Linked DNA regions of Muntiacus reevesi: region 1 is linked to region 2. A link is a contact called in public Hi-C data. All regions are on one chromosome and are shown on one strand. The core of a region is the stretch at or near the end of the contact, and the rest is flanking DNA. Distances in the headings are between cores, read along the strand shown.

Evidence for each region. Hi-C and Micro-C count contacts between places; a contact is called where the count stands out from the background.
Region 1: a Hi-C map of blood shows a contact between it and region 2, with 2.4 times the contacts expected there. The contact joins the promoter of NISCH here to the promoter of NT5DC2 in region 2. A contact is called at or near these places in 2 of 3 Hi-C or Micro-C datasets (blood and muscle).

Annotation. Positions count from the first base shown.
Region 1 is chr4:106,455,737-106,461,139 of mMunRee1.1, reverse strand. NISCH (nischarin) reads left to right here and starts at 2,235. Exons shown (of 21, transcript XM_065933555.1): 1 at 2,235-2,430; 2 at 4,503-4,586; 3 at 5,248-5,403. The coding sequence starts at 2,335. TNNC1 (troponin C1, slow skeletal and cardiac type) reads right to left here and starts at 451. Exons shown (of 6, transcript XM_065935345.1): 1 at 333-451. The coding sequence starts at 356.
Region 2 is chr4:106,311,461-106,316,818 of mMunRee1.1, reverse strand. It overlaps NT5DC2 (5'-nucleotidase domain containing 2), which reads right to left and starts at 3,193. Exons shown (of 13, transcript XM_065933553.1): 1 at 2,867-3,193. The coding sequence starts at 3,101. It overlaps UQCC5 (ubiquinol-cytochrome c reductase complex assembly factor 5), which reads left to right and starts at 5,126. Exons shown (of 5, transcript XR_010662987.1): 1 at 5,126-5,358.

The sequences.
Region 1 (5,403 bases), core at 986-3,485, 150 kb before region 2:
GAACAAAGAGACAGAGACTAGGAAAGAGACCAGAGGCACAAATGCAGAGAGGTGTGGCCCAGAGACAGTGACACAGACTTCAGACGTTTGGAGACAGGGCTGGACATGATGCTATAGCTTTGACGTCCACCTCCACCAACCCTGACAGTTCCCCCCAGATCCTAAACTCTTCACCTCTTCTACACTCTGGAATGCCAGACCAACCGGCCCCTTGAAGGTCTGGGCTGAAAGTACGTGGCCCCTCTCCTGGGTCCCCACCACCTCCTTGGGGTGGTCTTGACCCTGAGCCCCCAGTGGGTACGCCCACCCCAGCCCTGCCCAGCCCCTCTTACCGCAGCCTTGTAGATGTCATCCATACTGGCGGCTCACAGGGCAGGCTGCTGGGGTTGCCAGCGGCCCTCGGCTTAAATAGCCCAGCCCCGCTGCATTCCCGACCCAGCCCACCCCTGCCTGCAGTCCTCTACTCCCTCCCCCTGGCCCTGGTGATCTCACACTGGCCTGAGTTCCTGTGGCCTCTGCCCAGGGCAAGGAGCAGATGAAGGGCTATAAGGACCAGGGCTCTTTCCCTCTGCCCCCCATTCCCTCAGGAGACTCTCTGGAAACGTTTTAGGAATGAATGAAAATATGAGTCCAGGACAGGCAGGAGCTACAATGTAGTGGGCCCCAGGCCAGGCCCTCAGGCCAGCAACTCAACTCCTATCCTACTAAGGAGGTGGCTGAGACTCCTGGAGGGGTGGTTACTTGCTCAGGTCTGGCTGACTTGGCAGCTCCTGACTTAAGCTAAACCCCTCTGGGCTTCCCTGGTGGCTCAGATGGTAAAGCATCTGCCTGCAATGCGGGAGAACCGGGTTAGATCCCTGGGTCAGAAAGATTCCCTGGAGAAGGAGATGGCAACCCACTCCAGTACTCTTGCCTGGAAAATCCCATGGACGGAGGAGCCTGGTAGGCTAGGTCCATGGGGTCGGAAAGAGTCAGACATGACTGAGCGACTTCACTTTCCTGCAGCAGTATGCAAGAAGCAGCTGGGAGTGTAGGACCCTGCCAAGAGAAGCCTCGAATGCCAAGGTCGGATTATGGTGCTGTGAGACTGGTGGAGGAGGAAGGCACTGACCTACCTCAGGAGAGTGCGGTCTGGAGCCCTTCTGCCAAGGGTGCCAGAGGAGCTGGTCCCCAGACCTGTCGTCATCTCAGGGAGAAAAGTACTAGGTCTAGGCTGAACTGCACTCTACCAGTCAACAAATACACCGACAGATGCCTCATCTGTGTAAGATTCTCCATCTCCAGTTGGGTTACTGCCTCTCTTCTGGACCTGGGTTAGGGCTTCTCTGTGCCCATGCTTCCCCTTTCCAGCACTGTAGTTCCTGAGTCCAGGGCCAATCTGTCACCCCCTCATTTTGAGCTCTGGTAGGATACCATCTGGGGGTGTTGTGCCAGATGGCCAGCACATATCCTTTCCACCTAACCCCTCCACGTCCTTCAGGCAGCTGGTTTTGAGTGGCTCAGCCGTGCCTGACTCTTTGTGACCTCATGGACTGTAGCCTGCCAGGTTCCTCTGTCCATGGGATTTTTTCCAGGCAAGAATACTGGAGTGGGTTGTCATTTCCTCCTCGAGGGGATCTTCTTGACCCAGGGATGGAACCCGCGCCTCGTTTGGCAGGAGGATTCTTTACCGCTGACCCATCTGGGAAGTCATAGAGCCTCCACCAGTTTCCCTGCCTTGCCTGCCAGCCACTGCATGGATTAACCCACTCAGTTCTCTAGAGAGTCCATTTGACAGAGATCTCTGAGTCTTGCAGAGGTTAAGAACTAGCCCAGAGTTATTCTGTCCTTTTCGGACCAGGTACAAATCAGATCTTCCTTCCTCTTCAACGCACTCGGGTCCTCCAGGGAATGAGACCAAGAGCTAGGTGAGATGTAATTACTGTCTCTTTTGCGGAGAGGGAAACTAACGTCAGGCGTGGCAGTGACTTGCTTCGAGCAGCACGGAAGGTGCAGGGCCATCCCTTCCGAGGGCCAGAACCCAGAACAATTCCCGCCCGAGCCTCAGTTTCTCTCGAGCTGCAAGGCGCGCGGCGGGCGGGGCCCCTCGGGTACCGATTACGCAATCGAACAGTCCCAGGCGGCCTGCGCACGCGCGCCGCGGGCCGCAGCTGTCAATTACGTGCGCGGGGCGGAGTGGGGCGGGGGCGCGAGAAGGCGGCGGGGCCAACATGGCTGCACTGCTCGCGCCGGGGGCGGGGGGCGGCGGGGGCCAGGGGGCGGTGGGACGCTGACCCCGCCCCCTACTGCTGCCAGTCTGCGCCGGGCGGCGGCGGCGGCGACCGAGCCCGGAACATGGCGGCGGCGGCGCGCAGCTTCGGGCCCGAGAGGGAGGCCGAGCCGGCCAAGGAGGCGCGCGTCGTGGGCTCTGAGCTCGTGGACACGTATACGGTGTGCTGGGGGCCCGGGCTCCCGAACTGGAGGTGGCGACAGGAACCCGGAGTCTTGAGTCGGGGGCGGGGGTTTGGGGTGGGCTTCTTGGCCCCGCAGCTGGAGAGGAGGGTGTCGGGGCGCTGCGACTTTGAGGAGGGGGCCTGGGATGGCAGAATCTGGGGAACGGGCGCTTGGGCTTCGCAGGTCTGGAAAAAGGATCTTGGGGTGGGGCGCAGAAAGGGGGCTTAGAAAGGGTATGCGTTTAGAAAAAGAGGCTAGGGATAGGAAGGATCAAGGGATAAAGGAGGCCTGCAGAGGAGAGGGGTCAGGTTGAGGCGGAGGCTCCTCTGGAGGGGCGCCAGCCTGGGAGGACGTGACAGGGGCTCCCGGAGAAGGGAATTAGGAAAGGGGGTCTTCGGATGGTATCAGCGGAAAGGGTCAGGGCTCTGCAAGCCGTGAAGAAAAAGAGGGGGCGGGGCCTTGATCTGGGGGCCCTTGGGGTTGCAGTTGACACTTGCTCAAAAGTGAAGGGGGCATCTGGGGGCCTTGGCGCTCAGGCAGAGACAAGAATGGAGGAGGATGGAGCCCAGACCCCGAGAATTGAGGGGGTGGCTCAGGGCTGAGAGAGAGTCCAAGAGCCCGGAAACTTAGGGGTCTTCATGGCTTTGGACTGTGGGGTGAGCGAGAGCAGTACACTGCCCACGCACACTTAAAGGCTGTGGCGGAGATGCAGGATAGAAAAGGGGAGAAGTTGCAGACTGTGATGAAGTAGGAGGCCCTCCTGGGTCTGGGTGGGCTTGTGCGCCTATGGGCCTGGTAGGCTACCTAGCAGGGACTGGCCCCAAGGTGGGGGTGGCCTGAGCACCTCTCAGCCTCCTGTCCTTTGTTCTGGGATTATGGTGAGTTGGGGAAGGGGGCTTGGCTCTGCCTTCACCCCACCTCCTTGGCCTTCATCCTAACCCTCCTGAGGATCATTTTTCTGGCTCTTTCTCCTTTCCTGGGCAGGAGGAGGGGGAGGGAAATGGTCAGGCTGTGGAGGGGCTCCTACGGATCCTGGAGCAACAGGCCTGCTCCTCAGTGGAGACTTCAGTTGAGTTGATTGTTTTCTCCTCCGCCTTCCCTGCGTGCTGCAGAGAGGGGCAGGATGCAAGGACCAGGGGGCCTAATCCACGTGAGGGCTTAGCTCTGGTTAGCCATCACGCATGCACTGCTTCCACCTGGAGGGTTAGCTCCAAAAAGCTCTCCTAGTCCACAGGGCTGAGGCCCTCCTCTGAATGGGTGTTGGGAAGGTGGTGATTTTGTGTCCTTTTGTCTGGGTATGCTGAGTTGAATAATTATCAACACCTACCTTTGATTGATCACTTACTACATGTCAGGCCCTTTACAAAGCATTTTGCATACATTACCTTTGATTCTTAATCCTCCCAGATTTTAAGATGGGAACTGAGGCTCAGAGAACTTAAGGCTGTCAGTTACTTACATAAGTTGACATACATACAGAAACTATAGCCAGGAATGGCAGAACCAGATTTTGAACACACGTCTTCCTGGCGCGTTCCCTTCTGTTAGGGCTTAATTATCACTGCCCTCCTCTCAGCTTCTCAGTGCCTTGACTCCTGGCCGTTTTCAGCTCCTGAACCAGCTGAAAGCATTGGAAAAGGACTTGCTTCTAGGATATAGTCAGGGCTCCTGAGAAAGAACTGAAGCGGAAAAGCTGATCCTGCCAAACCTGACCCTGTTTTGCCTCGGAAGGAAAACCTTTCTTGCAGCTCAGGTTGGATTGGACTTTGAATTACATGGAGGCTGGAGTTAAAAAACTAAAGCGATTACTTGATATGATAGCTGCCTTTTTTGTTTCTCACTGTTGGATAGGGGTCAGACTTATCCCGTATGCCTGCCAGATCCAGTGCTAGGGCCATGGAGGAGGCTAAAAGGTGGCCCCTGCCTCTCAGCAAGGGTCAGGTACAGAGGCTGGTGGGCCGGAGCAACTTAACTTTGGCCTGGGGGGTTTGGGTGTCCTGCAGCTATTGCTGAGGGTAGGGTGGGACTTTCCTTATTGCTGGCTAGGCAAGGGCTGTTTACCCTCTTAGGTTTACATCATCCAGATCACTGATGGCAGCCATGAGTGGACAGTCAAGCACCGCTACAGTGATTTCCACGACCTACATGAAAAGGTAATTAAGAATTGGGGTCCTGTGTTTCGGGGCTTTGGGGGCTTTTAGGCCAAGTTCCCATTGTGTCATGGGTTGGTACTAGGGCAAAACTGGTTTATTAATGTAAATGGCAAAAAAAACACCAAACACCCAAACCCGTTGGATCCTGGGAGTTCAACCCTTGCATGAGACAGTGTGCAAGGAGTGTATTTGAACTTCAGTTTTTAGATTGACAGTTGTAGCTAGGATATGAGATGCTGGGATAGTTGCTAGGGGAGGGAGCAGGCTTCAACTTGTTCCACCTGAGTATACCTATTCCAGAACCTGTGCTTTCGTATCTGGCTGTAATTCTTTGCATTTGGAGAGACTGCCTTTCTCTGGGTCATTTGTAGCGTGAAAGTTGTATGGTTTGGAGAAGATGGTCACTTTAGGGGCTTTGAGGTATTACTTTCCTAAATGTCTCCAAAGTCTTTTGGTGGAACTCATTGTCTAGAATTGTATTGGTGTTTCGAGTGCTAATTAAACCTGAGGCCAAACCCAGGTGCACTAATTTGATCACTAATCGTGGTACTCCTGCCACGATGGGCTTCGTAGTGAGCACCTGCCCTCAGCTGCTTACCTGGGCCTTGCGCAGTTACAGAACCTCTTGGTCTGTGGTTGATACGCTTATGTTTTCTTACAGCTTGTTGCGGAGAAGAAGATTGATAGAAGTCTGCTTCCGCCCAAAAAGATAATTGGGAAAAACTCCAGGAGCTTGGTGGAAAAGAGAGAGAAGGATCTAGAAACTTATCTCCAGACACTCCTGGCCACCTTCCCTGATGTGGCCCCCAGGGTGCTG
Region 2 (5,358 bases), core at 1,944-4,443:
CCATGGCTGAGGCCCAAACAGCCCAGGCCTCCAGGGAATTAATTTCTGTCTCAGACACAACCAGCTGTGATTCGAAGCAGACGCCTGTGGCCAAGCAGCAGATATTCGCCTTGGAGGCCCCTAAGGAACACGGTGTCCACCCCCACCCACGTCCTTTGGAGCCCGCACAGCGCGTGGGTGGGGGAACAGGTGTGGCTGGTTCCTCTCGGGCCCTGGGGCCTGGTGGAGCAGCCGCTCCAGACTCGTGGGTGCAGATGGAACACTCCTCACCTGGGTGCACAGGAGACCCAGCTGCCTGCAGCTCTCTTGGAAGCTAAGCGCTTCTGCAACATCCCTTCCCAACGGTCCCGAATTCCTGGGTGTCAACTGTGACTCTCAGTACAAAGTCTGGTAGTTCCCTGGGGGGGAGAGGTCTGCTTGGCAGTGCAGCCCCTTGCTGGCACTGACTTCTGGCCAAATTCAGGCTTTCACCTCTGCCCCAGAGGATGTTCCCAGGGATGGACAATCCTCCCAGGAACAAAGGAGGATGGGGAAGCAGCCCACAGACCAAGGCTCCTGAGACCCAGCTTCTACAGTGAGAGAACCATAGGTCTGGGGCCCACAAAGTCCCAGTTTCTTCCACAAGGCTGCAGTGGTGCAGAGAGCCAGGTGAAGATACACACTTCCCCTTGTACCAGCCCCCTAAGTTCACTGGTCTCACTGTGCAGGCCCAGCTTCCAGGCCACCCCTTCCCCATGGCAGCCACGAGACTCACTCATGGGGGCCATTCTCCTGCTGCTTCTGGGTCCTCAATCTTTTTGGCACCAGGGATAATTTTTTCATGGTCCGGTTGGGGGTGGGGGGATGGTTTCGAGATGATTCAAGCACATTACGTGTATTATGTACTTTATTTCTATTATGACATAATCTCCAGATCATCAGGCGTTAAATCCCGGAGGCTATGGACGCTTGCCTTGGAGCCTCCTCTTGCTCAGTCTCCATTCCAATTTCATAAGGGGGTCACATTTATTCATCCATCATCCAGATGAAGAAATCAGAGTTTAGGGAGATAAAGTCACTTCCTCCAACCCATCTAGCAGTAGGCCATGGAGTTGAGATTTAAATTCAGGTCACCCCGCTGGTTTCAATCACTGTGCCGCTTGGCCTAGCCTTCCAGTGTCGCCACACTGAGGCCAGGGTTGAGGGGGCTTGCCTGGGACCTGGCTCCCAGACAAAATTTTGCCCACAGGCATCAGCATGCCTCTGGGGCTTCCCCGCTGGCTCAGCGGTAAAGAAACCGCTTGCAATTCAGGAGACTAGGAGACACGGGTTTTGATCCCTGGGATCAAACCCTGGGTCCGGAAGATCCCCTGGAGGAGGGAATGGCAACCCACTCCAATATTCTTGCCTGGGAAATGCCACAGACAGACAAGCCTGGCGGGCTAGTTCAGGGGGTCACAGAGTCAGAAGCAACTGGCAGGATCCGCACGCCTCAGTGGCCAGAATCGCTCCCCAGAAAACCCAGCCAGAAGGGGAGAGTTAGGAAGGAGGGGCATAAGTCTGGTTCATCCTGGCACTCACCAGGGTAACTTGGAAATGACTTTGTTCTTATCACATCAAGGGGAACGTGGGGGTCTCTGAGAAGAGCTGAAGATTCAGGTAGGCCCTGGAGAGCTAAAGCCCACTAGATCTCCCTCTGTCTCTCTGCCACACACACAAAACAGGCTTCTCAGGCGGCTGTACAGAAGGTCTTCTCTGAGGCCCAGAGCAAAGACATCTTCGCACACAGCACCCCGGGAGTGCTCTGTCCAGTAGCGGGGAAGGTAGGGACCTTCCTCAGAGAGGACCAAGGACTTCAAAACCACCGTTTCTCAGGGTCTTCTGCCTCAGCTTCTCAAGAGGTGAGTCCTGCCCACCCAGCACTCCCAGGTCTCCACACCGCCGGAGCGGAAGCCTCAGTTCGGTCACTTGGAATCTTCCAGACAGGACCACGTTTGTCCTTACCGACAACAAAAGCCGCGTCACTCCCGGGGGGAGGGGGCTCCTGCGGAAGCTCCCCTGTCCCTTTTGGCCTCTTTCCGAGTCACCGCCGCAACCCTGAGACAGGGGCCCCGGCAGGCCTGTGTTTTCCGATGTAACCCCTGAGGGTCCGCGAGGGAGAGGCTCGCTGAGCGCCACCCAGGTGGCCAGCGATAGGGCCCGGAGCCAACCACATCTGTCCGCTGCAGACGCAGGGCTCCCGACACCAGGACAGACCTCCAGCGCTCTCGACCCGCTGGCCTCACCGGGGCGCCCCGGGGCCTCATCTGCCCGTTTCGCCGAGGGAGAGAGCACGGAGGAGCAAGTGCCCTGACCGAGGAAGCAGCAACTCTTTGGACGACTTGGGGTTGTTTCTCAAACAACGCCTTCTCCTCCTAGACAGAGAGGGCCGGACTCTAGAGACGTCCGAAGAGTCCAGTCAGCATCTTTGGGTCGAGAGTCCCTCCGAGTCCGCTCCGGCCAGCGCCGTCGGCTGGCTGGCTTTGTCCCCAGTACTCCCGCCCCAACTAAGGGCCCCGAAGAGAACAAGGGGCTGGGGGCGTTTCCGCTTCGGCGGGACTCTGAGGAAAGACGGCGGGGTCCTGCCTTCCGGCGGCCGCTCCAGGAACCCCGGAGCTGCTGAGAACCAGCGGAGGAACAAGCCGAGCGCGCGCCCGCCCGCCTCCAAGCGTCCCCAGGACCACCCGCCCGAGTCTCGCCCGAAGGGCAGTCGGGCCTTGGGGCTCAGCAGCTCAGGCGAGTCCCACCACCGCGCTTCCCCCGAGGAGCGGCGTGTCCCGGACGACTCGCAAGCGGGTCCGCCGCTCGGGCTACACCCGCGACGCTCCTCCCGCTCGGGCTCACTTACCGTGCACCAGTCTCCGCATGTCTTGGTATCGAGCCCACAGGTGTGCGCTGGGCTCGGCGGCGCCGCCGGCCAGAGCCGGGGCGGGCGCGGAGCGCGGGGCGCCCGGGCAGTGGGCGCCGGGCCCCGGGGGGCCGCAACCAGGGCAGGAGGGCGAAGACGAGGCGGCTCGCGGCCCGCCGTGGTCTCGGCGCGGCAGCCAGCGCCGAGCGGCCGCCCGCAGCCCCGCACCCGCCATGCCCGCTGCGCGCCGCCCGCGCAGCACTCGGCCCTCAGGCCAGTCCGCCGCCCCTCCGACTGCGCGCCCGCCACGGTGGCCTCGTGCTCCCTCACGGCGGCCGGCCAATGGGCGCGGCGCGCGGAGCCCGGCCGCCAATGGGCGCGCCCCTCGGCCCCGGCGGGGCGGGAGGTCCCGGGCGGGGCGGAGCGGGGCGGGCTGCCGGGCCCCTTCCCCCAGTCTCCCGAGAGGTCCAGAAGTCTGCGCCCCTCTGCGGTATCTGCTGAGGCTATGGCGGCTCTTTCTGTCCTCCCGGGAGGTCGGAATACCTAAGAATTGCCGTCCTCGCGAGGCTCCGGACGGCCCGGGCTTGGAAAGGAGAGGGCCAGAGTGCTGCGGGTCTACCTGGGCCCCCCAGTCCTATTTCTCCCTCTCTCCTCCTGGGTCCTCCCGCCCCTTCCTCCACCTCCTGTCTTCCAGACCTCAGATCCTCCGCCCCTTCCCCCAGTTCTGAAGCCGGGATCCTGTTCCCCGCCTCCCGCCCATGACTGGCTCTGCCAGTTCGTTTCACTCACTTACCTAGAGAAGAAAGAGTTCTTCCCGCGCGTTCCCTGGTACCAGCCCCACGCTGGGTGAGACCTCGGGACCCGTAGTGCAGCCGACGTCCGCTGAAGCAGCCCCTTCTTTCTCCCGTCTCTGTGCTCACACAGGTGAACCCTGTTAACTTGGAGCGAGGCGGAGGGCCCGGGCTGACTGCGCCTGCCTGGTTCCTACCTCAGCAAATGGCCACACCGACCCGCACCACTCCTCGGTTCCCCACTCGGACCCCTCACGCTCTTCTAGCCTATCAACAGGATTTCCAACGAAATTACTCTTTCTTGCTGGGAACCATTCTCCACCCGCGTTTATTTCACTCCTTCTTTTTCTGAGTCCTCAAACATCCGTGTCCTGGACCTTGAGCAGGCCTACCTTGCACCCGGGGCCTTGTCGGTAGAGAGCTGGCTAGCTAGACACTGTTTCCTTGAGGTGCTCTCCGCGGTGGCCTCGCCGGCCCTAAGGGTGTGCGTACATTCTACTATGCCCTGCCCCTCGACTGAGGACCTACAGTGCCAGTCAGGTGCTGAGTGTTGGCACAGGATAATGGAGGCCATAGGTGGGCCCGAGGGGGTGGGTGGGTGCGGCCCCCACCCCCAGGGCCCCAGTGAACTAGGTGTGTGCTGGGGGTTTCGCCACCTGTAAGTCTCATCTGGGTGGAAGATGGGCGCTCTGTGGCGTCCAGCCGGCAGAGCCATCAAGAGAAGCCAGAGTGGGCACCAAGCCGGTGTGTGCATGTGGCTTGGTTGGGTTTGCTCCGGGAGAAGGCAGGTTATCCAGGCAGCAGCTTGGGCCTGTCCGCTCAGCAGCGGGCCCTGCTACCCTCCAGAGTTGCTGCTTGATCTCTCTTTTCCAGCCTGTTTTTATATATTGTGTCTACATTACTAAAGTCTCTTATTGATTCTAAGTTTTCATTTGATGTTCTTAGATTGTCTAATAGTCTGGGAATAACAGTAAGTGCCCCATGCAGGATAGTTTATTATTAATGTTATAGTTGTTTGCCACAATATGCTTATTTAGACTCTTGTGGTGCTAAAGTTCAGCTTTCAACAGTGCATCTCAAATACTGTTATTTTTAGAAGCCTAGGCGTCTGTCACGATCACGAAATAAATGCAAGGCGTTGTGTGATTGCATTTTAGAGCATGGTGCAGTACACGTTAGGTAATACATCAGTGAGCGTCATCACTTCTCTTAGGACTTTAAGAGAAAAGATGGCGGTGGCAGAGTAGGGGGCGCGGCCGCCAACTCTTTGAGTACCAGCTTGCACAAGGGAGGGCAGGGGGCGGGCCCAGGCCGACGCCACGTGGGAGGTCCCGCCCCTTGGTCCGCCCTGCCTCCGAGAGCATGAGTGTCTACGCCTGCTGGGCTCGGCCTCACCGAGCATGCGCACCCCGTCACATTCTGATTGGCGGACCCGCGCGTCCCGCCTCACTCTTATTGGTGGAGGCGCCCCAGGTTCTGGGTCCGGACCTCAGCGCCCAGGTCCTTACCCTCTTCGGGCTCCACTGTTGACCTCCGTGGGGGCGGTGTAAGACCAGGATTGCAAGGCAGCCTGGCCGTCGGACTCAGCACGAACGGGCAGGGCGGCTTTGGTTTCATCCGGGCGCTCCAGCCTTCGTTCCGCCTTACCCTTCTCCAACGACCTCCTATGTCCGGCATGTTTTCCAGGGCCCAGGTGAGGCG